Linked DNA regions of Mus musculus: all the other regions are linked to region 5. A link is a contact called in public ChIA-PET, HiChIP or PLAC-seq and promoter capture Hi-C data. All regions are on one chromosome and are shown on one strand. Each heading gives the region's core, a stretch centred on a gene start, on an enhancer-like site or on the middle of the called end of the contact. The rest is flanking DNA. Distances are from core to core; before and after follow the strand shown. Region 1 holds the start of Map7 (microtubule-associated protein 7). Region 2 overlaps Gm33104 (predicted gene, 33104). Region 3 has its middle 17 kb from the start of Map7. Region 4 holds the start of Bclaf1 (BCL2-associated transcription factor 1). Region 5 holds the start of Slc35d3 (solute carrier family 35, member D3). Region 6 overlaps Map3k5 (mitogen-activated protein kinase kinase kinase 5).

What was found. Promoter capture Hi-C pulls out the DNA fragments that hold promoters and counts their contacts. ChIA-PET counts read pairs in DNA pulled down with a chosen protein or histone mark. HiChIP or PLAC-seq counts read pairs in DNA pulled down with a chosen protein or histone mark. Capture Hi-C pulls out chosen DNA fragments and counts their contacts.
Region 1: a contact with region 5 is called in a promoter capture Hi-C map of liver. The contact joins the promoter of Map7 here to the promoter of Slc35d3 in region 5. A contact is called at or near these places in 1 of 115 datasets of contacts at active chromatin or transcription factors (embryonic stem cells) and 3 of 9 other capture datasets (adipose tissue, liver and macrophages).
Region 2: a contact with region 5 is called in an RNA polymerase II ChIA-PET map of memory CD8 T cells, with 50 read pairs. The contact joins the enhancer-like site here to the promoter of Slc35d3 in region 5. A contact is called at or near these places in 1 of 39 promoter capture datasets (the C10 cell line), 3 of 115 datasets of contacts at active chromatin or transcription factors (memory CD8 T cells, pancreatic cancer cells and stem cell-derived neural progenitor cells) and 1 of 9 other capture datasets (adipose tissue).
Region 3: a contact with region 5 is called in a promoter capture Hi-C map of embryonic stem cells. The contact joins the enhancer-like site here to the promoter of Slc35d3 in region 5. A contact is called at or near these places in 8 of 39 promoter capture datasets (3T3-L1-derived adipocytes, the C10 cell line, the HPC-7 cell line and 4 more), 3 of 484 Hi-C or Micro-C datasets (bone marrow-derived macrophages and embryonic stem cells), 7 of 115 datasets of contacts at active chromatin or transcription factors (embryonic stem cells, memory CD8 T cells, neural tube and 2 more) and 3 of 9 other capture datasets (adipose tissue, liver and macrophages).
Region 4: a contact with region 5 is called in a FOXA1 HiChIP or PLAC-seq map of pancreatic cancer cells. The contact joins the promoter of Bclaf1 here to the promoter of Slc35d3 in region 5. A contact is called at or near these places in 1 of 484 Hi-C or Micro-C datasets (embryonic stem cells) and 3 of 115 datasets of contacts at active chromatin or transcription factors (the 230-238 cell line, embryonic stem cells and pancreatic cancer cells).
Region 6: an RNA polymerase II ChIA-PET map of memory CD8 T cells shows a contact between it and region 5, with 82 read pairs. The contact joins the enhancer-like site here to the promoter of Slc35d3 in region 5. A contact is called at or near these places in 1 of 39 promoter capture datasets (liver), 1 of 15 datasets of contacts at CTCF or cohesin (large pre-B cells), 2 of 484 Hi-C or Micro-C datasets (both in embryonic stem cells), 11 of 115 datasets of contacts at active chromatin or transcription factors (acute myeloid leukemia, effector CD8 T cells, embryonic stem cells and 5 more) and 2 of 9 other capture datasets (embryonic stem cells and liver).

What each region holds. Positions count from the first base shown.
Region 1 is chr10:20,167,385-20,172,521 of GRCm38.p6, reverse strand. Map7 (microtubule-associated protein 7) reads right to left here and starts at 1,500. Exons shown (of 18, transcript NM_001358787.1): 1 at 1,201-1,500. The coding sequence starts at 1,333. Gm51795 (a long non-coding RNA gene) reads left to right here. Exons shown (of 2, transcript XR_003948992.1): 2 at 1-1,277.
Region 2 is chr10:19,488,610-19,493,346 of GRCm38.p6, reverse strand. Gm33104 (predicted gene, 33104) reads right to left here. Exons shown (of 4, transcript NR_152784.1): 2 at 2,330-2,392. Among named protein-coding and RNA genes, the nearest start is that of Gm33104, 4.3 kb to the right of the region's middle. Within about 2 kb of position 1,441, at least 26 of the 459 cell types and tissues checked have an H3K27ac peak or open chromatin away from gene starts, as enhancers often do. A contact at or near this core is called in memory CD8 T cells, where this site is marked.
Region 3 is chr10:20,151,295-20,155,882 of GRCm38.p6, reverse strand. It overlaps a transcript of Map7 not described here. Among named protein-coding and RNA genes, the nearest start is that of Map7, 17 kb to the left of the region's middle. Within about 2 kb of position 2,147, at least 14 of the 459 cell types and tissues checked have an H3K27ac peak or open chromatin away from gene starts, as enhancers often do. A contact at or near this core is called in embryonic stem cells, where this site is marked.
Region 4 is chr10:20,309,340-20,314,114 of GRCm38.p6, reverse strand. It overlaps Bclaf1 (BCL2-associated transcription factor 1), which reads right to left and starts at 1,646. Exons shown (of 13, transcript NM_001025392.1): 1 at 1,511-1,646.
Region 5 is chr10:19,848,527-19,853,595 of GRCm38.p6, reverse strand. It overlaps Slc35d3 (solute carrier family 35, member D3), which reads left to right and starts at 2,137. Exons shown (of 2, transcript NM_029529.3): 1 at 2,137-3,012; 2 at 3,927-5,069. The coding sequence starts at 2,574. The coding sequence ends at 4,756.
Region 6 is chr10:20,120,193-20,125,186 of GRCm38.p6, reverse strand. It overlaps Map3k5 (mitogen-activated protein kinase kinase kinase 5), which reads right to left. Exons shown (of 30, transcript NM_008580.4): 24 at 50-235. Among named protein-coding and RNA genes, the nearest start is that of Map7, 48 kb to the left of the region's middle. Within about 2 kb of position 1,611, at least 129 of the 459 cell types and tissues checked have an H3K27ac peak or open chromatin away from gene starts, as enhancers often do. A contact at or near this core is called in effector CD8 T cells, embryonic stem cells, memory CD8 T cells and 1 more, where this site is marked.

The DNA of each region.
Region 1 (5,137 bases), core at 251-2,750, 320 kb before region 5:
CCTTGGAGGGGTCTCACTGAGAGCAGCCTGCTCGGACTCAGCTGTCAACCCATGAGCAACTGAAGAAATATCCCCCCTCTACAGCAACACTGAGTTTCTGAGGTCACTGGGCATTCCGACAGAAACCCCGACAACAAACAGAAATCATCTGCAGTGATAATACTCTTTTCAAGAATGGAAGAAAAACTTACTTTTGGGTTTAAAGTACACAGTTTCCATTATATTTAGCAAAAGCAACATGGTTCATTTTGGAGCTAGGAACAAAGCGTCAGTGGCTAGAGCCACACTATGGAAAATTTGATAATGTCGGTGATAGAAAATTTGCCAGTGACAGAATATAAGACCCAAACAGCTCATAAAAATAAACAGATAGGTACCTCTTCTGCTAGAGAGAACAGCTTGCAGGAAGACGCCTACAGGATGCTGGAAAATTTAAGTGCAATCCTAAAAGCCCTTCTTCAAAGATGCATGAGAGTGGCTATGAGACAACACCTCGGAAGGACATCCATGGGATTGAAGCCTGAGCAGCTGCTGCCATGTCATCAGCACAAGGGGACACTCAAGGCTCAGACCTCTGTGTTCTGTAGCCAGCATGTCTGAAGTGGCACAGAGTACTCAGCAGCAGCAGTCAGAAGCGAGACCTCATGCTGCTCCCTCTCCCTGGCTGCCCAAGTTTGCCTGCCTGCCTTCCTTCTCCCTCAGCATCTGAGTAGAAGGAACCTGGAAGCATGCTCATCTTCTGCCCGTGGGGAGGGAGCTCTGGAAAAAAAATCACTTTACCTAATCCGTCCTTTTTACAGAGAAGCTCATTTCACTGAAGTAAACAGAAATGATCCGACGTGGCTACAGGAAAGTGAGGGTACTGTTCCTTTAAACCCCTTGAAGCCAAATTTATTCCCCCACGAGGTCAGAGTCACTGGCCCCTGTTTAAATGAAGGAGTGAATATTAAAGACCTTTATACTAGGAAAATAGTTTGGGTCTTAAAAAGTAAGCTGACCTGAAATAGACCAAACCTACAAAATTTATTTCCACTCCATCAGACTCCATACCCCGAGGGTGTGCGAGCGTGACCAGCAAGCTGTGTTAGGTCACGAATACTCGAGAAGCAGGCATTGCGCGTGCAGTTCGGAACCCGTGCGATAATCAATGTAAGAACAGTGCTGGATCCGGCTCCAGTGAGGGGTAGGGCTGATGCATACCTTTGGGTCTTCTGGCATTTCCACTCTTCTGCAGCTCATCTTCCTCATTAATGGTGAATAGAGCAAGGGGAATTGTCCTTGCAGGAGTCTTCTTCAGTCTCTCTTGTCGGATCGCTGTAGCTGACCCAGGCATAACGCTGCTACTTGTTCGGCAATTATATTAAATATATATGCTTATGTAATTGCAGCTCCCAGAAGCTGCTAGCTCCTAAGCTGCCTGTTCATTTGAGCACTTGTAATAGATCCCCTATGGGTAAACAGTGAGAACAGCTGACAGATACTACCAGCTACTTGGCAACTGAGGTCCTGCTGCTGCCCCTCACCTAGCAGCAGCCCCCTCCCACTTATTCCCCCCAATAGGCACAGGCGCTGGTGAGTAAACACTCTCGCACATGCACACACGCGCACGCGCGCACACACCCATTTCAGAAGGCCTCTATTAAAGGCACGCAGGTTCCGATGCCTCCCTTGGACTGCCTAGCCTTGGTCAATCAGAGCCAGCTTTCCCAGTCTTCTTTTTGCTACCGCACAGCAAAACATTCAGCATGCAGCGGAGGGCAAAAGATGACATGATGCCTGCTGTGAACAGTTGCCCTGACAACCCTGACATAGCCTAATGAAGGAGGCTGGGAGCAGTTCCAGCTGCCCTGGGATGCAGTCCTCAGAACCCACCAGCAGAGGCTTAGCTGCACAGGGCAGCTCCCTCCTCCTCTGGGTGGCAGAGCTGAGCGGCGGAATGGTGGAGCAGGAGAAACGGGTTCGTCTGCAGGAGCAGCAGCTAATTCTTCAGGACAGGAGAGGGGTTTCCTTCTCCCCCTCCCTCGTGGTCTATTACAGTAAGTAAAGATAAGGCAGGCATCCCGCCGCCGCTGCCTCACTCTCCTGACACAAACACCCATGTTTGTATAGGCTGAGCCTTGGTGGCATCTGTCCTGATGTATGGGGCTTCGAATTCATTTTCAATGTGTTCTCAACTCATGTATAAACTCTCTCAAGATACACTGTTCGCTTCGTTCATGAGGCCCACCAGCACAATACCGAAACCCTCCAAGGAGACCAGAAATTGGAGACTGCCTCTTTCAACTAAAAACACTTTCTCTGAAAGTCAGGCTGAAAGGACAGAGACAAAGCCAAAGAGGGGAGTCCCAGCTGCCTGCCACTGCATGACAGCTCTCCTTATCCCAATGCCCGGGCGTCTGCCAAACAGGTCTCGGCTAGTCACCCAGTTTCGGTTCTTTAGGACTATTCTCTCAGAAGCATGCAGCCGCCGTATGATTTTTGTTTCGTTCTGAAGTAAGTTTGCTCATTTTAAGACTTTCCATTTTTATGTTGCTTCAAATTTGTACAGTAATTTTTTTTTAATCAATAGTTTTTATAGCAACAAATAACAATTCAAAAATGCTAATTGCTAAATGAAGGAAAAAAAAGTTATTTTCTTTTGGCCTTTAATCCAAATTAAATCTAATGTCAAAGGCAATCCTTCCCCCTAAACGACTCTCCTACACACTGTCAAAGATTCTAACTCCGCATATGTGTGGGACCTGGGGTCCCATGCCAAGGTGCCCCCTGAGAAATCACACCATGTAACAGGCCTTTGGGGGAAGGGAGGGGAGTAAGGATCTGGAGAAGGGGTGGAGGCAGACAGACTAGAGGAAAGTCATGAGGGCAGAGAAGTGGGGGACAGAGGATGACAGGAAGAGATGCCAGCAGACTGGCTGGGAAATCAAAAAGTCCTTTTTATAAAAGTCACCTGGTGAGCCACCTGCACTTGGGAGCAGGTGATGAAGTGAGTCATTGCTAGGTCCCTGAAGGAGTCTAGTGGCATCGCCTGTAAGCTAACATGTCTTTTGTATGAAACAAACTTCGGCTAGTGTACTTTACTCTTCTTAGTGGCCCAGTTTTCTCTGGACAGCTGGGTGATGACTATTTTATCAGGTTGAGGGTAAGGGTTAAACAAATACAGTGCTCATAAGAGGTGGCTGATAAATAAAAGGTTACCACATCTACAGCACACCCACTGTAACCAGCACAGTGTTTTGCATTTATCTTCAAGGTGTTTTCTTCTCTACTATAAACCCTCTTGAGACACACCGTTTTCATTCATTTGCACCTCCCTGCCCAGTGCTGGGTATAATGGCTAGCAAACCCCACGGAAATGGACAAATTCTCAAAAACCCTTCCCTCCAAAGGCTTGTGATTTAACTAAGTGAGTGCACATTTAGATCCAGACTGGTGGCTTGAAAGAAGGCCAGGAGAATTGTGTTAGCCTATGTGCTACTGGGTTAGGCAAACACAGACTGTGGTTCCCTTACTTCCAGGGTGAGTTCACAAGGCCTCACAGCAAAGCAAAGGCTTTGGAGTTTAATTCATCCACATTGACAACAGATTTCCCCAAGAAGCTTCATGTGCCGGGGCTTAGGGAAGAGCAGTGAAGCGACAGGACACGGGACCCAAGTCATTATCCACCATGCCCAGCTGGTGACTCGGTTTCTTTTGTGTCCATGTCAGTAGGCAATCCCCCAACGACAGAGTGGATTCTTCACTCTCTAGCCTGAGAGACCATGAAATATGGTTTATATCTGTGTGAAAATCACCTAAGTGAAGGCGTTTGCTTTAACACGATAAGCTATTTTTGACAACCTTTACTGGAAGGAGTGAAACCCTGAATGAAGGGCCAGAAGTCAGCTCTAAAGAAGCCATGAGTCCAAGTGTCCAACGATAGAGCAAGAACCCCCGACTGGAAACATGCTCAGCTTTACCACAGCAGAGGCTGTGCTAGGCCCTTTGGAAATGTCACAGTGAGTGTCAGAATAGCACTGAGCCTTTCGAGGCCAGCCTGGTCTACAAAGTGAGCTCCAGGACAGCCAGGGCTATACAGAGAAACCCTGTCTCGAAACCCCCCCCCCCCAAAAAAAAAGAATAGCACTGAGCCACCACCACCTGACTGACAGGAAATGGGCACAGAAAGGCCAAAGTCAAGTAGCCAGCTGGGTCACCTGCCTTAGGCCTCAAGACGCATTTGTCCTGGGGCTTTATGAATCCTGACTGCTGCCAAGCTCTGTCAAGCTATGATTATCATGGAGAGGGAAGCAGCCCAATATCAACTAATGATAAAACTGAGTTGTCCTACCCACGAAGCACACAACTTCCCATTTTCCTACTATTGCCCACGGAACCTCCTCTCAGCCTGAGGTTGATTTCTTTAATGCTCCAATCCAATATTTGATATAGGTGTTTTTGCTCTTACATAGACCTAAGAATATCGAGACTTGGTCTCCTTTCATTGAGGACACACATTTGATGCCAGTTTTCTTTTTGGTATATGTGGTTGTGGTATATTCATATGCTCATTAATGTGGATGTGTGTGGAGGTCAAAGGTTGCCATGAAAATGCCTTCAACCACCGTCCACCTTATGTTTGAGACAGGGTCTCCCTGAACCTGCAACTCACCATTGCAGTTACACTGGTTAGCCAGAGACTCCCTGGGATCTGCCTGTCTCCATGCTCTCACTAATGGGGTTAAAGACGGGCTGCCAATGGCCAGCTCTTATGTGCATTTTGGTGTTTGAACTCAGGTCCTCATGCTTGCACAAGGAGGGCTTTGTCTGGTGAATCATCTCTCCAGTCTGAGATGAGTTTCGTAACTGCCTCAATGCAGCCTTTAATGGATGGGATATAGAAGTTTACTCTTGCACAATTTCAGGGTTGCTCTCCCAAGGGCAGGAGGGAACTGGGTAACTACTGCTTAGTTTCAGACCAGACAAGGTGCATATTTTACCTATCAAAGCTGACCTGGCCTCCAGGTTCCCCAGCATCCCGCCGGTCCTATCTGGTATACCCTGCCCCCAACCCTTCCCTCAGAGGCTCTTCTCTATATAATCCACACATTCGGGTCTTTCTTGTCTCTCTGTTTCTATCTCTGCCCTCTCTTTCTCC
Region 2 (4,737 bases), core at 192-2,691, 360 kb after region 5:
ATCTGAGAAAACCGCAGAAGCACGGTGACCCCTCTCATGTTTGATACCCATCTCTCCTTATGGTGATTTACACGAAAATGGCTCTCGCGGGCTTCCAAATTTCAATTCTTAGTCACCAGGTTATGAAACCGAGAAGGCTTAGGGGGATTAGGAGGTGTTGTCTTACTGAGAGTGGACTTTGAGACTGCAAAAGCCTACACTGGGCCCTGTGTCTCTCCCTCTGTCTTCTTGATGCCCGTGGAACAGGATGTAAAGCTGCCTGCTTGCCTGCCTGCTGCCATGCTCCCTGCCATGGTGACAAAAGACCAATCCTCTGAAGCTGTAAGCCAGCACCCAGTGAAATGTCTTCTTTTCTAAGAGAAAACATTTGGTCATGATCCCTTTTCAACAATACAAAGGTAACTAAGACATCCCTGAAGCAGGTCAGACCCAAATGTTGGCTGGTTTTATGTCAACTTGACCCAAGCTAGAGGAATCAGAGAGGAGGGAGCCTCACTTGAGACAATGACTCTTAAGATCCAGCTGTAAGGCATTTTCTCAATTAGTGACCAATGGAGCCGGGCCCAGCCACTGTAGGTGGCACCATCCCTGGCCTCCTACAAGAAAGCAGGCTGAGCAAGCCATGAGGAGCAAGCCAGTAAGCCGCACCCCTCCATGCTCTGTATCAGCTCCTGCCCTGAATGAACTCCTGCCCTGTTTGAGTTCCTGTCCTCACTGCTTTTGAGGATGAACTGTTCTGTGAAACTTGGGGCTAGAAAAGCCATTGAGTCACTTCTGTAAGAGCTTGCTGCAAACAGTAAAAAAAAAAAAAAAACCTGGAGGCCTAGCTTGTGCAGTGTCAGCGGGAAGAAAAGACTCTACAGGACATTTTGTGTGAAGGATCTGTAGTTTTGGTTAGCTGGGGATGAAGAACCATCTGTGATGAACAAGATACCAGAACTACTAAAGTAAAATCCTTGCTGGATACTCAATGCTGGTTGGCCAGAGCTGAGAATTTAGCCACGATTACGAAGAAAGCAGCATTGTTGGGGTAAAACTTTCGGGGGAAGTGTTTTCAAGAGATTCAGCACACAGAAGCTGTGTTCCAGACAAGGCCATAAGTTGGACCTTGCGCTGGTAGCTGAACTTGATAGTGCGCCAACAAGGAAACACTGCCTTGAGAGCCTCAGTCTGTTGGCTCAGTCTCAGATCTGATCTCTGGGCCAGAGCTTTTGGTCCGAATCTCAGCTCTGGTACTTGGTATTTGGTATTTGTATGGCATGAGCACGTGATAAACTTCTGTGTCCCGGTTTCCTCATTTGTAAATTTCAATTAAAAATCATAGACAATGCATCATATAAATGCACACGTGATTTTAATGTACTAGCAACAGTGTTTACACTGCAAAGGTTGTCATGGCAGCTGCTTGATCCATGTACATCGCTCAGAACGATGTAGGGTACATGCTGAGCTGCATAAAGTATTATTTTTGCTTTTGAATTTCGTCCGTTTCACATTGGGGGTGGGGACACATGTTTTTGTACTTAGGGGTTTTAACTTGGAAATCAGAAAACGGTTCTGGTTCTAAATAGCTGGAGCTAACCAACAACCTTGCGGGGGGGGGGGGGGGCGCCTCACCCCATCACAACCGCTTGAGGATGCTGCCCCCTGGTGGTCCTTCTCCGGGGCTTCTACCACTCTGTTTCAGTCATGCCAGAATTTTGTTTGTCTTCTCCTTCCTTTAATCTAAAGGTCAACCTATCAGCAGCTGCAGCATTCCCTCACAAGCGTTTCTCAAAACACAGTTTGTAAGTCGCAGATGTACATATGCATTTCCACCGTTTGGGTGGCAGCTAAACGTTATACTTTTGGTAGGAATGTTTAGAAATGGTGAGAAAATTATGTGTCCACTCAGAGCACCTATTATGTAATCTTTTTAATTGATACACTTGAAAATGAGGTAAGTACCTGAGGATTCAAGCAGAGTCCTCTTTAGTACTGATATAAGCATTCATATTTAAAAAAATCATTCTTATGGACTCTAGGATAAATGTCCTATTGCATACCAAAATATAGAGTTTAAAAATATTAACGTCATTACTTTGACAAAATTTCTCAGGATCAAAGAGATAAAAGTTACAATGTTTGCACTTATGCTGCACATGTGTACTCTGTTTGGTCCTGTTTTCACCTGGTCATCTGCAGTGCCCACCCCAGCAACCTCTATCTTATTTCTTCAGGAATTTTCCACAATAACAAACAAACAAACATAAAACAAACAAACAAAAACCATTTGTTTTCAAGAGGAACTATGCAAAACTCTTCCTTTTCGGTTCTTTTGCAAACTTACATGACCCTGGAAGGTAGCTCAAGGGCGGATCACCTCGTCTGGATCACCTCTGTTACACAATTCCTAGCACCAAAAAAGGCAACATCAGAAGATCGGTGAATACTTTTTTTTTTCCTTTTAACACATTTGCTATCGTTTCTGATGGAGAATAAAGAATGAGTCTGAAGTTGTTAGGCGCTCGCTCAGCCGGCTGGAAGCCCGACATTCTCTCTATGCTTCTGCTGCCCGGCATTGTGGACAGAACATTACTCAAACCACAGGCTCCAGACTCCCAGGTAACTGAAGCCAGCAGGAAGCTCTGTTTGATATCAAGTGTGTGCTTTATCGACCTTTTTGTTGTGATGGGAAGAAGGGAACCAGCTTTGCTTTTATCTTGCCCTGTCGTAACATTGCCCAGTAGGTGGAGGCTTTTTTGGTGCACTGTGGCCAAACTCTTTGATAGATGCTGAATTTGTGATCATAAATTTTCTATAATAATAATAATGATAATAATAATAATAATAAATCAATGTTCTTTCCATCACCGTTACTAACATAAAATCTTACACAGCCACGTGTTTTATTAAAGCGGATCTAAAATTCTGCATTCAGGAACCACCACATAGAAAATACAACTTAATTTTCTTTCCTAAGAGACAGAAGCCTGTCCGTCCAGGGACAAAGGCTTACATCTAACAAAGCAATTTTGAACTTTGGAGTCAACCATATAGACTTTGAGCTAAACACAGTCTCGGTGTCTTATTATATTAGAAATACTCCTGCAGAATAAGAAAATAAAGTGTCTTTGTTTCCTCTACAAGTACTTAGTTTTCAATGAGCAAGTTAGAGTTTTTATATTTCATTTAATGAATATGCCCCCCCAATTGTTTTGCTTTTACACATGTGATGAAGCTATATTAAATCTACCCTTTTTTTTTGTAGGATGCCCTTGTGGGTTTAGACCTGAACACAATACAGTCACTGAGCAGAGACCAGGCTTAGTGCAATCACAAGCTCACCCCAGTGTTCCTGTACCATACTCTGTGGCTCCTCGTCTACTTTGGATAGTACTTGTTCCAACTCCTTAAGAGTTCTAGTAATTTACAGAAAGAATTCTCTTCATTAAAAGATGAAATGTGCTCTGTATTTTAGCCCAATATTTAACATTTAGTAGTAGTTTTGTGATTTAAGAGTCATAGATACTTTGGATGTTAATTATTTCTTTTATACCAATCTTTAGAGACATGTGCATTTAAATATCTGATTTCCCATTCTAGAAATATCGCAATCATCTCATAATTATGAATTAATGTTCTAAGCACATTTCTGTCTGTCACTATTGCCAGAATGTTTCAAGCATGTTACTGGGAAATAACCATGCAAGGAAAGAAGACTGGCTTCCTCAGTGGAGTTCTGCTTTAAAGCGCAGCTGACACTTGGGCCTGGAAATTTCTTTGTTGTAGGCAGCTGCTCTGTGTGTACATTCTATGTGCATTCTAGGATGCTTACAGAACCCTTGGCCATGTCACACCAGATGCCAGTGACATGCTACTCCTCACTGTCTGCAGACACTGCCACATGCTCTCTGAGGCAACAACTGTCAACTTCCTAACACAACAGGTTTGTTTGTTTGTTTGGTTGGTTGGTTGGTTGGTTGGTTGGTTTCACCGTAGCCTAGAACTGGCCTAGAACTCTTGTCAATCCTCTTGCCTCAGCTTCCTGAGTGTAGCCTCTATGACCAGCATCCAAGATCAGATTAATATTTCCAGCCAGCAGTCTGCTTTTCTTCCTGTGTTGACAGGCAGAATTCTGACCCCTTTGTTTGTTTCCCATCCCAATTGCAGGATAGTCACAAGCTCTGTGTCGCCATGACTTTTCATTTCTTTTTCACCCACATGTGGTTACTCCCATCATATTATTCCCTATAAATACCCACGTTTGTGATTAACCTTTTACCACAGTGGCCAGCTAGGGATAAGCAGTGGCTAAGTGAGGTGATATAGAGAGCTTGGGGTGGAGAAACCTATGAATGGCAGACCAATGTCTGAATTCTGATGACTTCACCTGAGTGTAAGACAGTTCACCCTTGAAAGGATGGTGGCACCGGATCCACAGATATTATATATAAGGACACAAAAGTATGTTTTCCTTATTGTAAGCGTCATGGCCAGAACTCCTACTCAGAACATAGGTGGACAAGAGAAAAGCATAGAAAGTTTACTTAGCCAACGTTTTGCATGACCCAAAGTGATGGCTTTCAGAAATGACAATTAAAAAACCCAGGGAACATTGTCCATTTTTCCTAGGTAGGGCTGATGAGGACCAGGCACTCATGAGGACCAGGCACTCACATGACAATGTAACTAGACACAACAGTGTGGTCTGGAGCTAGAGTGTGATCTGAGATGGAAAGCCAGCAACTCCTGTGG
Region 3 (4,588 bases), core at 898-3,397, 300 kb before region 5:
AGTGAGTCCCAAGAAATGGGATCACAAGACAAGATATACAACCAGTATTCCCAGCTTGCTTTCTTTTCATTTTTCTAGATCCAGGGTCTCACTAGCTGGCCTGGTACTTACTATGTAGACTCATGGAGACCATGAGGGGAGCCCGCCCTGCAGGCCAGCATCACCACGCCAGGCTATTTACAATATTCTAATACAAAAGCTCCTTGTCAGGTCTAGGGATGAGAGTACAGATGCCCCGGAGAGGAGAGAGAAGGGCACTGGCACGGGTCCTCTGTGTGAAAGTGCGTCGGCTCACAATCTCAGAGCACAGGCTGCACAGGAAGGAAGAAAGGCCTTGGGGATAAGAGAAAAGGAGATGAAGCCAAGATGGGCGTCAGACAGACTCTAGAGCTGGGAATATAGCTGGTGATCAAGAACTTGTCTGATATGGACCTGGCCCTGAGCTCAGTTCCCAGAATCACAGAACAGCAAGCCACCAAACAGAACCCTGGGTTCTGGGCTCAACATGACCTCATTTCAGAGACTGCATTAGCATCAAGCAAAAAATATCTCACTTTGAAGCAATTACAGCTTACTTAAAAAACTTAGTGGAGTGACTAAAATGAAAACCATCAAATCAACAAAATATACAAGGGCCGAAAAGGATGCAGAACAATCTCACAGGACGCTCACAGAAAAAGGTGTACAGCCACCCTAGAAGTGGCAACGTCTTACACAATCACATTGGAGACAACAATGTAAGTATCTGCCATAAATGAAACCAGTGACGTAAAAACCAACATACGAATATTTGCAACAGTTGTTTCTCCTACCCAAACCTAGGAGTGACTGGACGTCCTTAAGTTGGGGACAGGGAAGCACTAGGTGCTAGGGCAGGGAACTACCAATGCACATCACGGTGTGCTCAGATCTCAAATACATTAGGCTGTGGGGGCGGGGGGCGGCACCCCTGCAAAGGTTACATGGTATGCTTCCACTTAAGACTCTGGGAAAAGTCAAAGCAAAGATGGAAAATAGATCAGTGGGTGGGAAATGAGCCAGAGGGAGCTCTGGAAGACAAGACTCTAAGCCCTATCGACAGTGATGGTTATACATCTATAGCTACGTTGACAGTCTACTGAAACAACACATTTAAAAAACAATTAAAAACTCCTTTACTAGCCGGGCATGCCTTAAATCCCAACACTCGGGAGGCAGAGGCAGGCAGATTTCTGAGTTCGAGGCCAGCCTGGTCTACAAAGTGAGTTCCAGGACAGCCAGGGCTATACAGAGAAACCCTGTCTCAGAAAAAACAAAACAAAACAAAACAAAAAACAAAAAAACCAAAAACAAAAAACCCACCTCTACTTATTCGAGAATTTCTAATGTATTGATTTTTTTTTTCTGGCAACTTTTATGGAACGGTCTACTGGGCTATCTCATCTTTCCAATGCTCAATCTATTAATCATTATTATAAAGGATGTGCCCCCAACTCTTGGACCAACTGAAATTCCTCTGCTAGGAGAAACCAGTGGAAACCTCAATCCAAAGTAATGGCTTTAAAATATCATTTCAGTTTTGGAATGTTTGACCTTTTTGTCCCTCTTGGGCATCTCTCACTTCTCTGACTTGGCTGTCTGTCCCTCCTCCATTTTGAATGGTTGTCTATCCTGTCTGCAGTTTTTCTTTCTGATCTTTCCTGGAGTGGCCTTCAGACCTGACCTCGTGTCTGTTCCTGCAGGTTCACCAGTTAACTATCTGGCATCACTACTGACACTTTTCCACCTTTTCTTTTACTCAGTTGTACTCACTAATATGTTCGGGTCAAGCTTAAACTAATGAACCAATTAAAAGTGGATCGCCTTGTGTCTTCTTTTTACCTGTGATCCTCTGACATCTCAGAGTCCCAAACCGGCCTCCTTTTTTTATACCCACTGACAGGCCAGTGCCTACCTAGCTCTATCCAGGGACCTCAGAGTTAAGTCTGGAGACCAAACTCTCTCTCCTTTCTTCCTCCATCTGGTCTACACAGCTGCTCTGAAAAGAAGCTCTCCTTCCAGGTTCCAGAGCAAACCGGCACCTCCCGAACTCAAGCACAGCTGTCCCAAATGGGCAGGGTAGGAGGAAAAGGACCTCCCTAGGAGAGGGTGTGTTTGTGCTAATTGTGCAACCCAGCTCTTTAATTCTGATTAACAAAGCTTTATCAAGACAAGCCTTCCTGCTCCAACAATACTGTTCTAGCCTCTTGGCTTGACCTTTGGCCTCAACATATCCATCATGCCTAACTGATTTCCCTGAACACTCACTTTGAGCCTTTCACATTTGTCCTGTCAAGAAACTTTAGCTCCTCTCCTGTATGCCTTTATTTCCCCTCCTCCTCCCTCTGACCACACATCACTCCCTGTTGTTTGGCGGTTAAGTGCTAGCTGCAGCAGGTGCTCCGGGATGACCACAGCCAGAGTGGTCCATCCTTCCTCCACTGAACCCTCACGACCCGTACACATTGGCCTGTGGATTTCCTTACTAAACTCAAAGATCATATTCATCAACCTTCCAAACTCCGTCATTTTAATAACCCATGGAAAGTACACATTCTTGGTTAAATTAGTCTAAGCCTCGATGTCTTTAGTTCTTGTACTAACAAGACTTGAGTATGTTTTTTAAAGCTCTTCGAATAATTTGTTTTCAGGTATCATGACACAAGTGTGTGAATTCTTTAGAGACCATGCCAGTGTAAATTTGCGTTTCACACACATACCTAAGCTATGACAACAGCTGACTTCTCTTCAACTTACCAGTGGTTCTCAGGAGAGAACCACTGACTTAGCGAGATGTGAAGTTTGCCCCCTGAAGCAGCAGCAATTCTAGCTTCTAGGATCTGAATTTCAATAGGGAGGGGCTTACGTCACAGCATAAGCACAACCTGAGTGTCTACTTTCTATGCTTATTTGGGGACAACAGAGGCCCTTCTGGCTTAAATAAAGATCACTTTTTACTCTGGAAAATTTCATACAAGATACATGACCACAGTAAGAAAGTCTAAGTCTGGGCTGGAGAGATGGCTCAGTGGTTAAGAGCAGTGACTGCTCTTCTAGAGGTCCCAAGTTCCAATTCCCAGCACCCACATGGTGGCTCACAACCATCTGTAATAGGATCTGATGGCCTCTTCTGGTATATCTGAAGACAGTGACAGTGTACTCATATACATAAAATAAATAAATGTTAAAAAAAAGGGGGAGGGGGGGAGTCTAAGTCTTTCCACCAAGAATCCTGATTTTTAAAAACAACAACAACAAACAAACTCCATTCTAGGTTGTAAGTAATATCTTCCAATAGAATGGCAACAGATCTCACCAAAACATATGGGCATTAATTTATTCCTTGCACATCAGACTTTGGGCATCACAGATTAATCAAAAGCAGCATGAAACTTTAGCTCTGTGGTCTTTTTAAAGGAGGTTGGCAAATGGGATTTGCTCTGTGTAGCTGATTTCCATAGCTTGGAATCATACTAGGTGACACACAGAATTCCAGCTCCTAGTTTTGTGATGTGATGACCTAGGAATTTGCTCAAAATAATATTCTAATAAAAAGGACTTGACATCCTCTAGTGGTGAAACACAAATCTGTTTCTAAGACAACAGCATTTTCTAGTTCTTGCTTCCCTTTGACTATGGACAAGGAAAATACCCCCGTAAACCAAGAGAATGGTTCTACCTCAAGAAAAATGACTTTTTAAAAAATAATATAATTGTAAAAATTATAACATCATCACAACCCTTGAGCAAAAGCTAAACATATCTGCAGAACTGTTTTCTGAATGTTGCATTGATATAGTACCCTTTAAATACATACTATGCTGCCAAAGTTCACTCTATTTGAGTCCTATACATACACAAACATAGGCCTTTAATCTTGAACATATCACAGGTATTGTTTCTGTAATAACCCGAGATTTTAACCTCAAGTCTTGAAATACAGCCTTAGCACAAGGACATAATTTAAGAACCACTCAAGGTTGGATTCTACCTCAAAGTAATTATATACAAAAGGAATACAAAGGGAATGCGTCAGGAAAGAAGTTGCTGTTTGTGGCTGAGAAAGAGGACACACAGGGAATCTGGGACTTAGGAGGCTGAGGTGGCGAGCTCGGCAGGAGGACTCCAGGAATACATGGCAAGATCCCCATCTCAAGCAAAAAAGACAAAGGAAAAAAAAAGTGGCATTTTGAGGTGGTAACTCTTACTTCTTGGTGGCAATAAAACACAGGCTTAGGTACCCCTCTCATTCAATAAATTCCATATAAACCTATGATTTAAAAATAATAAATTGGGGGGCCGGAGAGATGGCATAGCATTTAAGAGCACTGACTGCTCTTCCAGAGGTCCTGAGTTCAATTCCCAGCAACCACATGGTGGCTCACAACCATCTGTAATGGGATCTGATGCCCTCTTCTGGTGTGTCTGAAGACAGCTGCAGTGTACTCATATGAATAAACATAAATAAATAAATAAATCTTTAAAAAATAAATTGGAGTGTTTGAATGTGTATAATGTGAAATGTGAGTATAAAACTGAAGTTCTACATTCAGATAAAAGTCACAGGTTT
Region 4 (4,775 bases), core at 397-2,896, 460 kb before region 5:
AGTTAGGGCTAATCTAGAATACAAGCTCATAGTGAGGACAAGACATTTTGTTCTACGATTCCCTTTTAATACAAAAATATATATGCTGTACCAACAGGATGTGAGTCTGAAGTGACTAACAGGTTTTTTTTCCCTTTCAATTTTTCTCCTTTTCAATTCTAATAGAAAACTTTAAATTTAAAGGTAGAAAGTACAGGTCCTCACTTTAACTAGATAAACTTAAAATATGTTGGGTATGAATTTGCACATCTATAACCCAAACACATATATACATGGAGAACCCGTAGTTCGAAGCCACTTGGACCCAAGAAGATCGTCTAGGGTACAGAAATCCAATATTCTGGTCACTCCCCAGACCAAGAAAACAAATCTTAAAACTCAGCTGGGGTGACGAAGAAGTGACGAAAAAAAAATACTATTATCCCACCACTCCCGAAGCTAAGGCAGGAGATTAACTGGGAGTTCAAGGCCAGCACTGAGTGACAGAACTATAACCTTCTTCCTTCACCCATTTATCCCCCCAATCACCGCTGCCAATATCCTCAATTTCTAAAGTGTGCTAACTCTTACCAAAAAAGGTAGCCGGGGCGGTGGTGGCGCACGCCTTTAATCCCAACACTTGGGAGGCAGAGGCAGGCGGATTTCTGTTCGAGGCCAGCCTGGTCTACAGAGTGAGTTCCAGGACAGCCAGGGCTACACAGAGAAACCCTGTCTGGAAAAACAAGAAAAAAAAAAAAAAAAAAAGGTATGTCAGCGCTTGGATTACTGAGAAAGGGCCCCTCTCTTAGTCGCATCCCGCTAGAAACTGGAACTACGCACCTACTGATCGGCTACAACAGTGAGTTGGTAGGGAGCCAAAACGAAAAACTTTGGCGCCAACACCCAGGTGTCTGCTACAAACAGATCGAAAGCCTTCATCTGATTAAGCCTGGCCTAAACCGACATATGTACCCCATAGAGGCGAGGGAGGCGGCTTAACCGCCACGCACGACGTGGCTGATTCCGTTGCTTAACTTTGTCGCAGCTCGCCGTTATCTCCTCCGAGTCCCAAAGGCTAGGACCAGGAAGGAAGACGCCTCCCCCAAGGCCAACAACAAGCAAGGCTCGGAAACTAACACACGCGGCGGCGTTGCCATGGGCAGGGAAGAAAGGGGAAAAAAGCACGCGTGCGCAGAGCCCTGGGCCGGGCGCGCGCAGGAGTCCCAGCCGAGGCCGTGGGGGAAGGGTCGGCGAGCGGTTTGCGCACGCGCACGCCGAGGCCTCCCGGGCTCCGGCCCCGAGCCAGGTTCGCAGCCCGGCCCGCTGGTGGCGCAGCTCCCCCATCCCCCCACCCCGGCGGCCCGCGGCGCCTTCCAGACCCGAGGGAGCGAGGAGGAAAACGCACGAGTAACGGCTCGGGGTCCCCGTTCCCGCCGCCGACCCGTCACCACGCGTCAGAGTTGTCGATACCCAACCGCCCTGTCGCCTCGGCTTTCTCCTTTGAGTGACTCGAATGCGGCGCGAGGCCTACCTGACACGCCGAAGCACGATGTGCGTGCAGGGTTTACCTCCGTGCTAACTACACAGCGGCCATTTCCCGACTCCAGAAGGAGAGGAAGACCATAGAGGCGGCCTCGTCGCGCTAGCTCGGCTCCGTCACTTCCGACTTGGGGCGTGGCCTTCCAGGCCGCTAAATCGCTAGGCAGGCCCCTCCCACCGTCCCGCCCAGGCGCGACTGGCGAACCGCGGTTGAGTGTAGCCCAAGGCTTTCTGGGAAGTCTCGTTGCCCGGTCTCGCGAGGTGTAGCCGACAGGGGGTGGGACAAGGGTGGGGCGGGCCCTGAAGGGCTGGCTGGCTTCTCCGCAGGCGGCTCGGCTTTGTTCGAAGAACAGTCGAGACTGATGTCCCCTGACTTCCGAGCCGCTGTTAGCGAGCCTGGCTCCTTCTGAGGCGGCGACCCAGAGCACGCCAGAAGCTCTCTCACTGAGGAAAAGGCCGGAAAACCGACGACGCAGGGCTGCGTCTGCCCGGAAGCGCCGTCCCTCGGACGCCTAACATGACAGTTACAAGGCAGTCTCTGCCGAGTGGCTTCGGGTGAACTCGCCCCCCGCCCCCTCCCGGGCCGATCGTGAGACTTGGATCGGCTGGGCGACTGCGTCACGGAATGGCTCTTAACTTCCCGGGCGCCGGAGCCTGGCCCCTGAGGCTTTCTCAGAGTTTTGTACGGATCCGGAAACCTCACGCCCTAACTGGATCTGCCAGAATCAGATTATAAACGAAGAAGCCAGGATTGAATTGAAGCAAGTTGCAGACATATTTACCTGCTGTTCTTACCAAAGCAGGACCACTCAAGGGACTAAAGCCGTTATTACGGTGTGATATTTTAGGACAACGTTAAATTCCTTGAAGGATTTCAAAGCTGTAATTGGCAGCCTGTCAGTTAAGTTCAGCATTAGAGTTTGATTCTGATCTTTAACCTTGTTCAGGGCAGCCTGTCCTCACAATCCACTCCACAGTGGAGGAAGTACCTGACTGACCAATGAATCCTGATTTTGATTGTATTTTAATTGGGCAATTGCTCCGCACCCAGCTCCCACTACCATGGTGGAAGCTATGATCTGCGCTATATGCGGGACCCTGATAGGTCTAAAGCATAAAGTAGGAGCTCAGAAAATACTTGTCAAGTAGGTGAGCTGTATTTACATGAAGCACAAAGACAGCACAACTGTGCTATTTTATATTAATGAGACAGCAGGGGCCAATAGCTCTTAATCTATTCAAAATACCAAAATCTAATCACTTTGAAGCTATTAAGTCCTGTGCAATTCTAGTATATGTTGGAAAGTTATCTTTTCATCTAAGGCAATATAATTTTTCGCTCATTAGATCCCCTGTGCTGGGCACTGAACCCGCAGAACCTGCCTGGTACGCGCTACACAATTGTTCAGCCACAGAAGTACACCTTCCTAACCTAACTTTGACCTCAAATAAATCAATGTGTTACCAAAGAAGGAAGACATGGGAACAAATAAATAAGTGGATGTCTAACAAACAGGTTGAGCCTCTGTAAGGAGCTCAGACGGTCAAGGAACCGCTCCCAAGCCCAATACAACCTGAGTTCAATCCCTGGGACCTTTATGGTAGAAGTGTAGTAGGGCCCAAGACAACTCCCTCCATGGCAGAAGTACTATTCAGGCTGTAAAACTCAGCATGTAGGCAGTCCTATCTGCCAAAAGGAAACAAAGACCTAATTCATCGAGGTCTATAGCTCTGGGGAAGTGTATGTGTGCGAAGAAGCTTGTGTTTGGGCATCTGTAGTCCACATCTAGTTAACTGCTTTTCTTAAATGAAGTCTGTCAACCCAGAACACGGTTTTTGTGCCTCTCACCCTGATAAAGCCAAGGACTACACACTCGGATCTGGAACACTCAGACAGCTAATATACTTTCCATTGCCTTAAAACCATGTCCAAGCAGTCTTCCCTGTTGAAAACTTCACAGCAGAAGGACAGAACAGATTCCTAAAGGTTGTCCTCTGACCCTGTCTACAGGGAGTTGTAGCATATAACCACTCCATACACTTAGGCAAATGTATGTGAATAATTTCTTAAAGAAATAAAAGATGAACTAGATTTATTTTATATGTGATGTTTTTTAAACCAAGCTTCAAGGTTCTTGTTTAATAGATATTCATTTTATTTGATTTTTCAAAACCTGAAATGCCACCATAAATTGTCATACGTGGAAAGATCCAAATGGAAAGTTGGACATTTCCTAAAAATAGAAAATTTTCCAAGAAGAAATATAGATTGTAAAGTTGCCAACCTTACTAATACACAAATGAATGCTGCAGTAATGTTTTATGACCTATAAGTTAGTGGATTTTTGTTTTTAAGTGTCTGCACATCAGCTACACAAGTTTGTAGATAACCTGAGTTCCATGAGACCCTGTCTCAAAAATTTTTCAGCCTAGTCCATGAAGTGACCATTGATATTAACAAACCCTAATAATTTCTCTTAGAATATGATACACCTCAAGATTGACCTTATGAGAATAATCCTATTATTTTATAAGGTCACCAGGCTAGGAATATGACTCAGTGGCAGAGCACATGCCTAACATGTGCTAGGCCCTAGATTCACTCCCCAGCACAGAAATGTGCCTGTGTCAGTCTCTCCACACACTTAGAGACAAAATCTCTAGGGGTTAGCATAAACACTGGAGAACCGGTGATTTGCTGAAACCTGATATCTGTGTGTTAGAAGTGATTTAGGTTCTAGAGTAGCAGAACTTATTAAATGAATGTGTGTTTGTGTGTGTATGTGTGTGTGTGTTAGAATGGCTTACAGGCTGTGGTCCACCTAGTTCAGCAATGACTGGCTATGAACAGAAAGTCCCAGAATCTAGAAGTTGATCAGTCCACGAGGCTGGATATCTTCAGTAAATGCTGGAATCCCTAAGAAGTGGGCTCTAATGCCAGGGAAGGAATGGGCTTGCCAGCAAAGCAAAAGAAAGCTGGCAAAGAGCAAAAGGTTCCCTCTTCCAAGTCCTTATTAAGGCTCCCAGCAAAAGGTATGGCCCAATTTAAAGGCACGTGTATTCCTACCTCAAGATTCGGGTTAGAAGTGGATCTTCCGCCGGGTGTGGTGGCACATGCCTTTAATCCCAGCACTTGGGAGGCAGAGGCAGAGGCAGGCAGATTTCTGAGTTCAAGGCCAGCCTGGTCTACAAAGTGAGCTCCAGGACAGCCAGGGCTATACAGAGAAACCCTGTCTTGAAAAAAAAACCAAAAAAAA
Region 5 (5,069 bases), core at 888-3,387:
ATTCCAATTGGTCAGATGGCTTTGTGACCTCAGATCTTCCTAAATATACTATGATATTTATCTTTTTCTTGACTTTCTTTAGGAACTTACCTAGTAACAACTTTTGTTAGAGATGGGTTAATTTGTTAGGTCCTACTAGGGAACTATATATAATACAGCAGAGAAAATCTGCTGTTTCATACCTCGTAGATCAGAAATACTAAGCCAAGTAGTCTTGCCTAAATGAGAAGGGTAAGGTAGCTGAGTCAGCCCCCAATCTTCCAACTAATGTTAGTATCAAAAATGGAAGTAATTATAATTGCTGGCAGAAATGAATCATTCAGAGCTAGGGCTGTAGGGGCTCTTCTTTATAACATTCTCTTATAATAGGATGGCTTGCAGCAGCGGCCCAGTTAATTGGAGTGGTCAGGAGAAACGGGAATCTCCTATTGAAAATCTTAGTTAAAAAAAAAGTTCACGTTCAGTCTTGATCCCTGTATATTTTGAATATACTCTTAAACTATACTCATAATTTGTATGACTACCTCAGCCTTTCCTAAACCCTTGTCAACCAGAGTCTCTTAAATAGCTAGTAGTGTGTAACCACAGCTTACAGTAATAAAACTGAAGCGTTCCCAGGGGAACCAAAGCCCAAGAGCTACTGGGGAACCGGAAACTTTGAAGCACAGTGCAGCTAGGGGTTATTCCTGCAAAGTCAGCTTTGCGGGGACCCATACTTACCTGAGTGCACACCTGTCAGGGACACAGCAGGTGGCTGTGCTGGGCGCTAGCCTAAGCCTGCCTATGGCTGAGATGGTGTGCTTTCTCACGAGAGCACCCACAATACAAAAGCTGGCCCACATGAGAAACTGCAGTGAACCTGGTTCTAATTCCTGTTCCAATTTCTTCCTCCTGCTGAGCTTATAATCCGTTTCTACATCTGTACCCCACGGTTGGGTGCATCATAGAAGTGGAAAACCATAAAGATAAAAGATTTCGAGGAAATGTACCCATGTGCCCAGGCAAGGAGATGTGGTGTTTAAAGGTTTGAAATTCCAGTCGTTAAGAGATGAGACCCCAGTGACTGAAAGGGACGTGACACAGAGACCAGAGACCTCAAATCCTTAGCTTCTCAGCGGAAGCTTGGACATCACTATAAATTTTAAATAGCATGGGAAAAAAAAAAAAAAAAAAAAAAAAACGACTGTAGCTGGCAATTACAGAAGCCAAGCTAGTGGCTCTGCGCTGCTGAGTTTTCTGAGGGTCAGAACGTAACTTGCCTGCAAGTGAATTCAGATCAAAGCCTCACTGGGGTGGGGGTGGAAGGACCTGGAGCGAGTGGGGGTGGGGGTAGTCACAAAAGGTAAAGTAGGGAGGAACACATGCGCACTTTTCACAATGGGGCAGAGGAGTGCTCTCTGGCGAGGGAAAGTGGTACCCACACAATCCTACTATCTGAAGCCGGTTCCCTGGAATTCAAAAACCGTTCTCCGGAACACCTGGACAGGGTGGAGTGTCTATGGTTCATCCTTGCGTCACACACCCTCTGCTTTCTCCCTTTCGTCATTTCAGCAGTCCATCTATCTCTACCTGGCCTCTGGGCTCCTTCCCCTCACGCTCCTTCACTGCTAGTACTATCAGCTTGCCCTCGGTTAGTGTCTGCTTTTGCCTATTTTATATCTTTGCCTAAATTAAGTGTGTCCCTCCATTCCCACGACCCGATGCCCAGACGCCATTCTCCATAAGGAAAGCTCCTGCAGCGCCACGCAGGATCTCAGGACCTTTTCTGGGAGGGGCGCAGAACCCAAGCTCACAGCCTGGCACCAGAAAAGGCCAACTTCGGGGCTCCAAAGCACTCCCCAGCAGCTGGTTCTTTTAAGGCCCTGGGATCTAATGTCAGGGGGCCCGCCGCCCTCCAGCACCGACGTGTCTCATTTCCCGTGCAGCGCTGAGAGAGACCGTGGGTGGAAAATCCGCTGCAACTCGCGGGCCACCGGGCTGGGGGCGCCGTCACTTGTTGCGACCAATGAACGGTGCTCAGTGCTGGAGCGTTGTTTCTAATACCGTCTTTAGCTGTGCAGGGGATCCCCCAGCACGCACCCCGCTGCTCTGCCACTGTGGGAAGGGAGGAGGTGCCGCGCCCGGAGAGCCGACCCCGGTGGGCGCTGGATGCCCCAGGGAAGCAGGCTCCACCCGCCCCGCGGCAGCCGCCTCAGCAGGTCCAGTCCGCACTCCGCAGAGCATCCTTCTGACCCAGGAACCACACGGGACACAGCTCATCAGGGATCCTCACCTACTTCCAAGTCGCGGTCTCTAGGATTCCCGCCACTCCTCTCACACCCGTCCCCCACCCCTGCCACTTTTCGGAGTCCCCCGCCCCCGCCTCCCGGCATCTGCGGGGCAGTCGCACGCGGAGCTGCTGAGCCGGGAGGACGCCCGGCTGGAGCTGCCCTCCGCAGCCCAGCCCGCACTCCCTGCCCTTCGCTTCGTCCCGCCGCCCGGCCCGCGCCCCCGCTGCCCTCGCTCTGCGCCTCCCCGCCGACCTCCTGCGAGTCTCGAGCTCCGCCACGGCGGGGTACGGCGGGGCCGGCGCGATGCGGCAGCTGTGCCGGGGCCGCGTGCTGGGCATCTCGGTGGCGATCGCGCACGGGGTCTTTTCTGGCTCCCTCAACATCCTGCTCAAGTTCCTCATCAGCCGCTACCAGTTCTCCTTCCTGACCCTGGTGCAGTGCCTGACCAGCTCCACCGCCGCGCTGAGCCTGGAGCTGCTGCGGCGCCTGGGGCTCATTGCCGTGCCCCCCTTCGGCCTGAGCCTAGCTCGCTCCTTCGCTGGGGTTGCCGTGCTCTCCACGCTGCAGTCCAGTCTCACTCTCTGGTCGCTGCGCGGCCTCAGCCTGCCCATGTACGTAGTCTTCAAGCGCTGCCTGCCCCTAGTCACCATGCTCATCGGTGTGCTGGTGCTCAAGAACGGCGCGCCCTCGCCCGGAGTGCTAGCGGCCGTGCTCATCACCACCTGCGGCGCCGCCCTGGCAGGTGAGCGGGACCCGCGTCAACCCTGGTCCACCCAACCCACCCGGTAGAGACCGCTGGGACCACTCGGTGCAACGCCCTCACTGCCAGATGGGGATACTGAGGCAGGGAGCTTTGAGTGGTCCTTGGGATCACAAAAGGGACTTTTCTTCTGAGACCCAGCGCAGCCTCTCTCAGCCTTCAAGCCTCCTCCATCAGCCCTGCCCCCCAGGTGTCCAGGCTTCCGCCACCCCACCCCCACCCCTTTCCTCCCCCACCCGGGTCTTTCTTGTTCAGCCCCTTCCTCAGGAGGGATGGAGAGTCGCCAGCGCAGAGAACTGGAGTCCAGCCCTGCACTGAGCCGGAAGGAAGGGGGCCGGGAACTTCCTCGGATCACGCGGGGTTGGGGAGCTGGAGAGACGGGAGTGAAGCCTGAGCAACCTGGGCTCAGTACCCGGGCCCTAGGCAAAAGGAACCGCCCCGGGGCTCAAGGGCAGGAGGGGCGGGGAGGACCCCCGGGGAATCCAGCTGCGGGCAGAGGGGAAACACTCTTTCCGGGGCCGTGCCCGCACTCGGTTGAGGCCGCTAGCTGGGGTTCCCTGTCCCTTCCGGTGCCCACGGGGCGGGAACCACCCTCCCAGGTGGCCTCCGTGCAGGCTTCAGGGACCCCAAGGAGCCTACCCAGAGAGCATCTGATCTCCCCCTGGCCTTCGCCCTGGCTAGAGGAAGACCGGGTACATTAGCTCGGCTTGACGGTCGCATTTTGACACAGAGATGGAGGCAAGGAGGGTTTCTGTTGGGCACTCGGAAAATTCGTGGGCAGAATTGGGATGCTAAGGGTTTTCCCCCCAAGGCGACATGCTTCCTGGAGTGGATACCCAACCCTGTGTCTTCTCTTTTTCTTTCCCGCGCTGGCTCTGCCGTCTTGGTGCGCTCAGGAGCTGGCGACCTGACGGGCGACCCCATTGGGTACGTAACGGGCGTGCTGGCTGTATTGGTGCACGCAGCCTACCTGGTGCTGATCCAGAAGGCGAGCGCGGACACGGAGCACGGGCCTCTCACCGCACAGTATGTGATCGCCGTCTCCGCCACCCCTCTGCTGGTCATCTGCTCTTTCGCCAGCACCGACTCCATCCACGCCTGGACCTTTCCAGGCTGGAAGGACCCGGCCATGGTTTCCATATTCGTGGCCTGTATCCTGATCGGCTGTGCCATGAACTTCACCACACTGCACTGTACCTACATCAACTCTGCTGTGACCACCAGCTTCGTGGGCGTGGTGAAGAGCATCGCCACTATCACGGTGGGCATGGTGGCGTTCAGCGACGTGGAGCCCACCTCTCTATTCATTGCTGGCGTTGTGGTGAACACCCTGGGCTCCATCATTTATTGTGTGGCCAAATTCTTGGAGACCAGAAGGCAAAGCAACTATGAAGATCTGGAATCGCAGGCAGAGGGAGAGGAGCGACAGCCAAGTGGGGACCAGTTGCCTTTCGTTATGGAGGAGCTGCCCGCCAAGAGCGGAAATAGCGAGCCAGAGAGTGCGGAGGGGGCAGGTGACTCCGTGCAGCAAGGTGGGCAAGAGTCAAGGGGCAGCATCAGAGGGATTTCACTGGCGGCTAGGAGTTCAAGAGCAGAAGGGCATTCTGATGAGGTGGGAAGGAGGTCCTTAAAGGACACTTACTTAGAAGTGTGGAGACTAGTTAGGGGAACTAAGTACATGAAGAAGGATTATTTGATGGAAAACGAGGCATTACCCAGTCCTTGAAAAAGACATGCATGTATGTACATATTACATACAGCCGTTTTATGTGGCAGAAATAACGTCTAAGGAAGGGCCTCCAGTTTTATTCTGAGGGGTGGGGGTTAGAGATGCAAGAGCTGAAAGGGACCGACAGAGACAAATTAGCACCTATTTATTATTTATTAATAATAGTGGGACTTTGCCTGAGGTGCCACAGAAAGAAGAGACCTGTGCAGGTGCTTAACCAAATCAAAAGCGACTTCAGCTTCAGACTCCTGGACATTCATTTTTTTTTTTGTCTTTATAATCATAACCAAATATCTGCATGTACCAAGAG
Region 6 (4,994 bases), core at 362-2,861, 270 kb before region 5:
AACCGACCCTGAGCAGAGTTTGTGGGGAAATGGCGGCCCGTGCACTTACCGCATCCTGGAAGCCAAAGAGGACCACCTGCACCTGGCTGATGCCGTGGCTGTCGAAGTCCAGCTCCAGCTTGAGCTTGGACAGTGTAGTGGCTATGATTTTTCGGTCAGTGGACCTCACAAACTCTCTGAGGCTCGAGATGAGGGTTGTGATGTGTTCCCACTTTAGTTTAGGCTCTTCAGCACCCTGAAAATAAAACCCGACAGGGCCTCAGTCACTCTGTACTCCACGCGAGCTCCCCCTTCTCAGTCTTTTCTCAGAAGACCTTTGCTCCGAGAGGCCTTCCCCAACATGCTTTGAACCCTGTGGCTCCCCTTAGTAGCCATCACTGCTGCCAGAAGTAACCAGTCTTTGGAGAAACAGCCGTACGCCCACGCTGGTCGGTAGCCAGGGCACATTTGGGCTGTGCCCAGATGGGGATAGGTTGAGGCGGTGAGAATCCTGCTGTTGGGAATTTTAATTGGACACTAAGGTGAGAGAGGGGCACGGAGCCATGGAATCTTAATCTCCGAGTCTGCCTGCAGAAAGGTCACAACCCAGGGTCGGGGTGCACCCAAGGACACGGGAGTAGATGCAGGGGAGTCGAGAATGACAATGGAAAGAGAAGAAGATAGAGCAGAGACGAGCAGCACAAGACGAACAGCAGCAGCCAAGCAAGAGCAAAGATGGAAGGAACCGTGGAGCTTTCTGTCTTCCGGACTCACACACCATGGTTCTCTAGGCCAGGCTCAGCTGGGTACCAGCCGGCTACCTCTCTCCTGGCTGTGTGTATCTATCAAAAGGTGTGCCTGGCCCTTCCATGGCCTTTAAAGTCAACTCCCTGTCGTAAAAGGGGCCAGGTTAGACACCACCATTGGAACCCCACCTTAACAACAACTGGGTAATCAGTTATAAAAAACAAACCAAGGAAACGTTCACATATTTAAATAGACCTCTCTTTCAAAGTGATTTTTATTTTATTTTATTTTATTTTATTTTATTTTATTTTAATGTGAGCAAGGCACACTGAGCCTGTAAAGAAAACCTAATCCTCATTAAACTTCAAGAATTTTTATTAAGCTAATTTCTAGTTCATACTGCATTTTCTAACTGTATTATTAAAATTAAGTTTCTCCACCAGGCCAATAAAATTCCCATCATTAGAATTCCATGAAAAATTTCAAAACACACCCTCACCTTCTCCACATATATTCTTGATTTGGGAGCTTGGTCCCCTGTTTAAGTTCTCATGAGAAAAGTCTAAATTGAAAGGCCTAAAGGCTGTCATTAAAGAAACATTTGAAAATTACACTGAGAACAATTACACTCTTTGTGTTTTTCTCATCACAAACTGAATGACAGCCAGAGGGAGGATTCACAGGCAACTTCCTAACACCGGGAAATATCAGGAGAGCGAACTGCTAGGAGAGCAAGCATTTATTTTTGACATCAGCTTTGTCTTTAAAGCAGCAGCAGCAGCAGCATGTTGCCTGGATGCGCGTGTGGCTGTCCTACACAGCACAGTCTCTACCCTGGGAAATGCTTCCCGTCCAGGCTACCACATCCGCTTAGTCATCATCATTTCTGCCCTAACTCCCGCCCCTCTGTGTCAGCTCATTCGAGGGCTTTCCTTTCTGAGACAGCATGTTCTGCAGGGTAAACCTGCCTCAGAACAATGGCAGCATTCGACAGTGAGCCTTTCCCACAAATTCAGCATTCACAGCTTTCCTGCAAAAGCCCTCTCTAGCCTTGTGTGCACAGGGGTGTGTGTGTGTGTGTTATATGCAGCTATGCACACATGTGAAGGCCACAAGCAGATATTGGGCTATCTTCCTCTCTTACTCGCTGCCTTATTACATCAATGCAAGGTCTCTCAATGATCTCCAAGGATCTTCCATCTCCCCTTGGGCTGGAGTTCTAGGCCTGCCCCGCCACACTCAGCTTTTTATGAGTGCTAGAGATTTGGATTTGAACTCTGCTCCTCGTTTTCACAGAAAGTGCTCTTGTCCACCGAACCCTCTCCCTAGTCTTTATTCCTTAAACTGTCAGCGATTTGTGAAAGGTGAGATACAGTTTAAAGAAGTTAAACTGTAATCAATAAAAACTGGGGCCAGGGAGACGGCTCAGTGGGTAAGAACACTCTCTTGAAAGCATGAGGACCTATCACTCGCGGAAAGAGGGGTCTTGTCTTCACTTGCCTGTAACCCCAGCATCATGAGGCAGAGACTGGTGGATCCCGAGAGTGCACTGGCCAGTCAGCCTAGCTGAGAGAGCAAGCTTCCGGGTCAGTGAGAGACACGGTCTTAAGGTTAGTAAGTCAGAGAGTAACAGAGGAAGACAAAGGCCAGCCTCTGACCTCCACGTGTGCATGCACCTGCACACTTGTGTGCATGCAACATACATCCCATAATATACTTCAGAACACACAACACACACATACGAGATACACACACCCAAAAATTAAAGCTTTTCATGGGTTAATAGACTAAGGACCTAACCGATAATCAATTCCCTTTGGGTTTGTTCTGTAGTGTAGAATGAAATGTAAATATTTCTCTAGAAAGGTTTTAAAACATTAAGAAAATAATGTCTACATAGAAAGGATTGTGATCAAGGTGCAGGATGTGAAACTCTCAGAGAATCAATAAAAACGTTATGTGTGGGGCGGGGGAGAAATTATTTCTCTCTGGTTGTGGAATAAAAAAAGAAACTAGGTAACTATTATTAGGTTGGTTGGCGGTAACAAGTTCGCATTTGTACAGTGTTTTTTATTTTGACCTAAATTTCCCATGACTCAGTGACTCCTGTCAGCAATGGCACATGAGTCTTTGTGAAGCAGCTCAGGCTCTGAGGAGGTCAGTATCTTACTCAGATGGCACAGCCTTGAAGTGATGGAGCCAGGACTCTGACTAAGGCAAGCCCAAACTTAATCCAAGCTCCTAACTATGTATCCCCCTTGCCCCAAGCTGGAACATCAGCCGTAAACTGGAGGAAGACCTGTTCTGCCACCAAGTCGCCATGTGGTGCGACAGATGGACGTCCCTGTAAGGAATTCACAGTGTCCTGAACAGAGCAGCCCACAGCTGGCATCTGAGCATTTGGGTGTGATTCTGGCTGGCAGTTTCTGGTACTCCAGGAGCTTTTTGGTGTCCAAGGCCTTCTTTCTAAGGCTGCCCTGGATTTGGGTCCTCCATCTTTTCTCTCATAGGAAACATTCCAGTGAGCTTTATTTAAAAATGTAGATAATCCACTGAAAATAATCTAGAAAAAAATCCTCCAATTTTAGGGATTTCATAATAAACTATAGCCCAGTGGTAGAACGCGTGCTTGAGATATTCCAGGCCCGGGTTTAATCCCACAAGTGTATTCGGTAACCAGAATTTCAGCAGTCACAGAAATGACTTTCTTGGAAAATGGAGCTACAGTGAGGACCCAGTGAGTGGAGCCACAGTCCATCAGGAGTCAAAGAAACAAAACAAAACAAAACAAAACAAAACAAACCAGACCACATCTTCTGCACTGGAAAGCTGTACCGTTTTGGAACGTGGCGAATTTAGACAATTCCTGACCTACAAGTAAATATCATAAACTCACGGCCACCATCGAAGCCTTCATCCCGGCATGGGTAACAGTGGCCTTCCACCCCTGCCTTTCCATTCGCAGTCTGAGGTTAAGACTATCCACCCTGGAGCCAGACTGCATCAATCCCAACTCCATCTTTCATGGGTGCATGGCTTTGGAAGCTACACAAGCCCTCTACGTATTGCTTTCTTCATCTGGAAAAGATGGCTGCTAATAGTAGTACCCTTTAGTCCTGCCATCCTGAGGACTGAATGAGTACACACACAGATAATGGCCTGAGGGACTATGTGCGGTGGTTACAATGTATCTAATAGCTAACAGTTCTCCCCCTCCTCCTCTTCTTCCTCTTCTCCTCTTCCTCCTCCTTTTCTCCTCCTCCTCTTCCTTCTTCTCCTCTTTCTTATCCTTCTTCTGCTCCTCCTGGTCCTCCTCCTCCTCCTCTTCTGCTACAATGTCAACTTTGGTGAGATACAGAGTTATAGTTTATTCACTGATGTAACCCCTGCATGTGGAACAGACCTGGTGTGATGGTTTATATATGCTCAGCCCAGGGAGTGGCACTACTAAAAGGTATGGCCCTGTTAGAATAGGTGCGGCCTTGTTGGAGTAGGTGTGTCACTGTGGGTATGGGCTATAAAACCCTCACCCTAGCTGCCTGGAAGCAGTCTCCTCATAGCAGCCTTCAGATGAAGACACAGAACTCTCAGCTTCTCTGTACCATGCCTGACTGAACTCTGTCATGCTCCCTCCTTGATGATAATGGACTGAGTCTCTGAACCTGTAAGCCAGCCCCAACTAGATGTTGTCCTTTGTAAGACTTGCACTGGTCATGGTGTCTGTTCGCAGCAGTAAAACCCTAACTCGGACACCTGGCATTCAGCAGATGGACAGTGTTTGCTGAATGACTGCATGAACTGCAAGTCATGCATCCGTTCCCTCCATCCAACCTTGGTTCCCCGTATCTCAATCTGTCCTATTCTCTGTTCCTGAACGATCCGCACGGGCACACCTAGCCTCTCTGGCAACTACCCCTTACCTCAAGGCCTGCCTGCCTTCTCAGGCCACAACACCTGTTTCCTGGGCCTCACGGTCACCGTGGTCCCTATCTGAGACAGCTTTCTATTAGGACCACAGTCGGCCTCCTTCAGAAAGTACTGACGGCATTCTCTTAAGCTCTCCCTGCAGCCAGAGCCTTTACTGGCACACACATTACTCTTCTTTTAGATCCAAAAGGTGGGTACTAGGGAATTCTTATGGTGACAGAATGTTCAGGCTCAGGGAACAGCACAGAAACCTAGTGTGGCTGACAAGATGCCGCTGGAGCTGAACAGTAAGTGCCAAGAAAGAGAACTTGGCTCCCCATCTGTCCTGATGGAAGACAAGG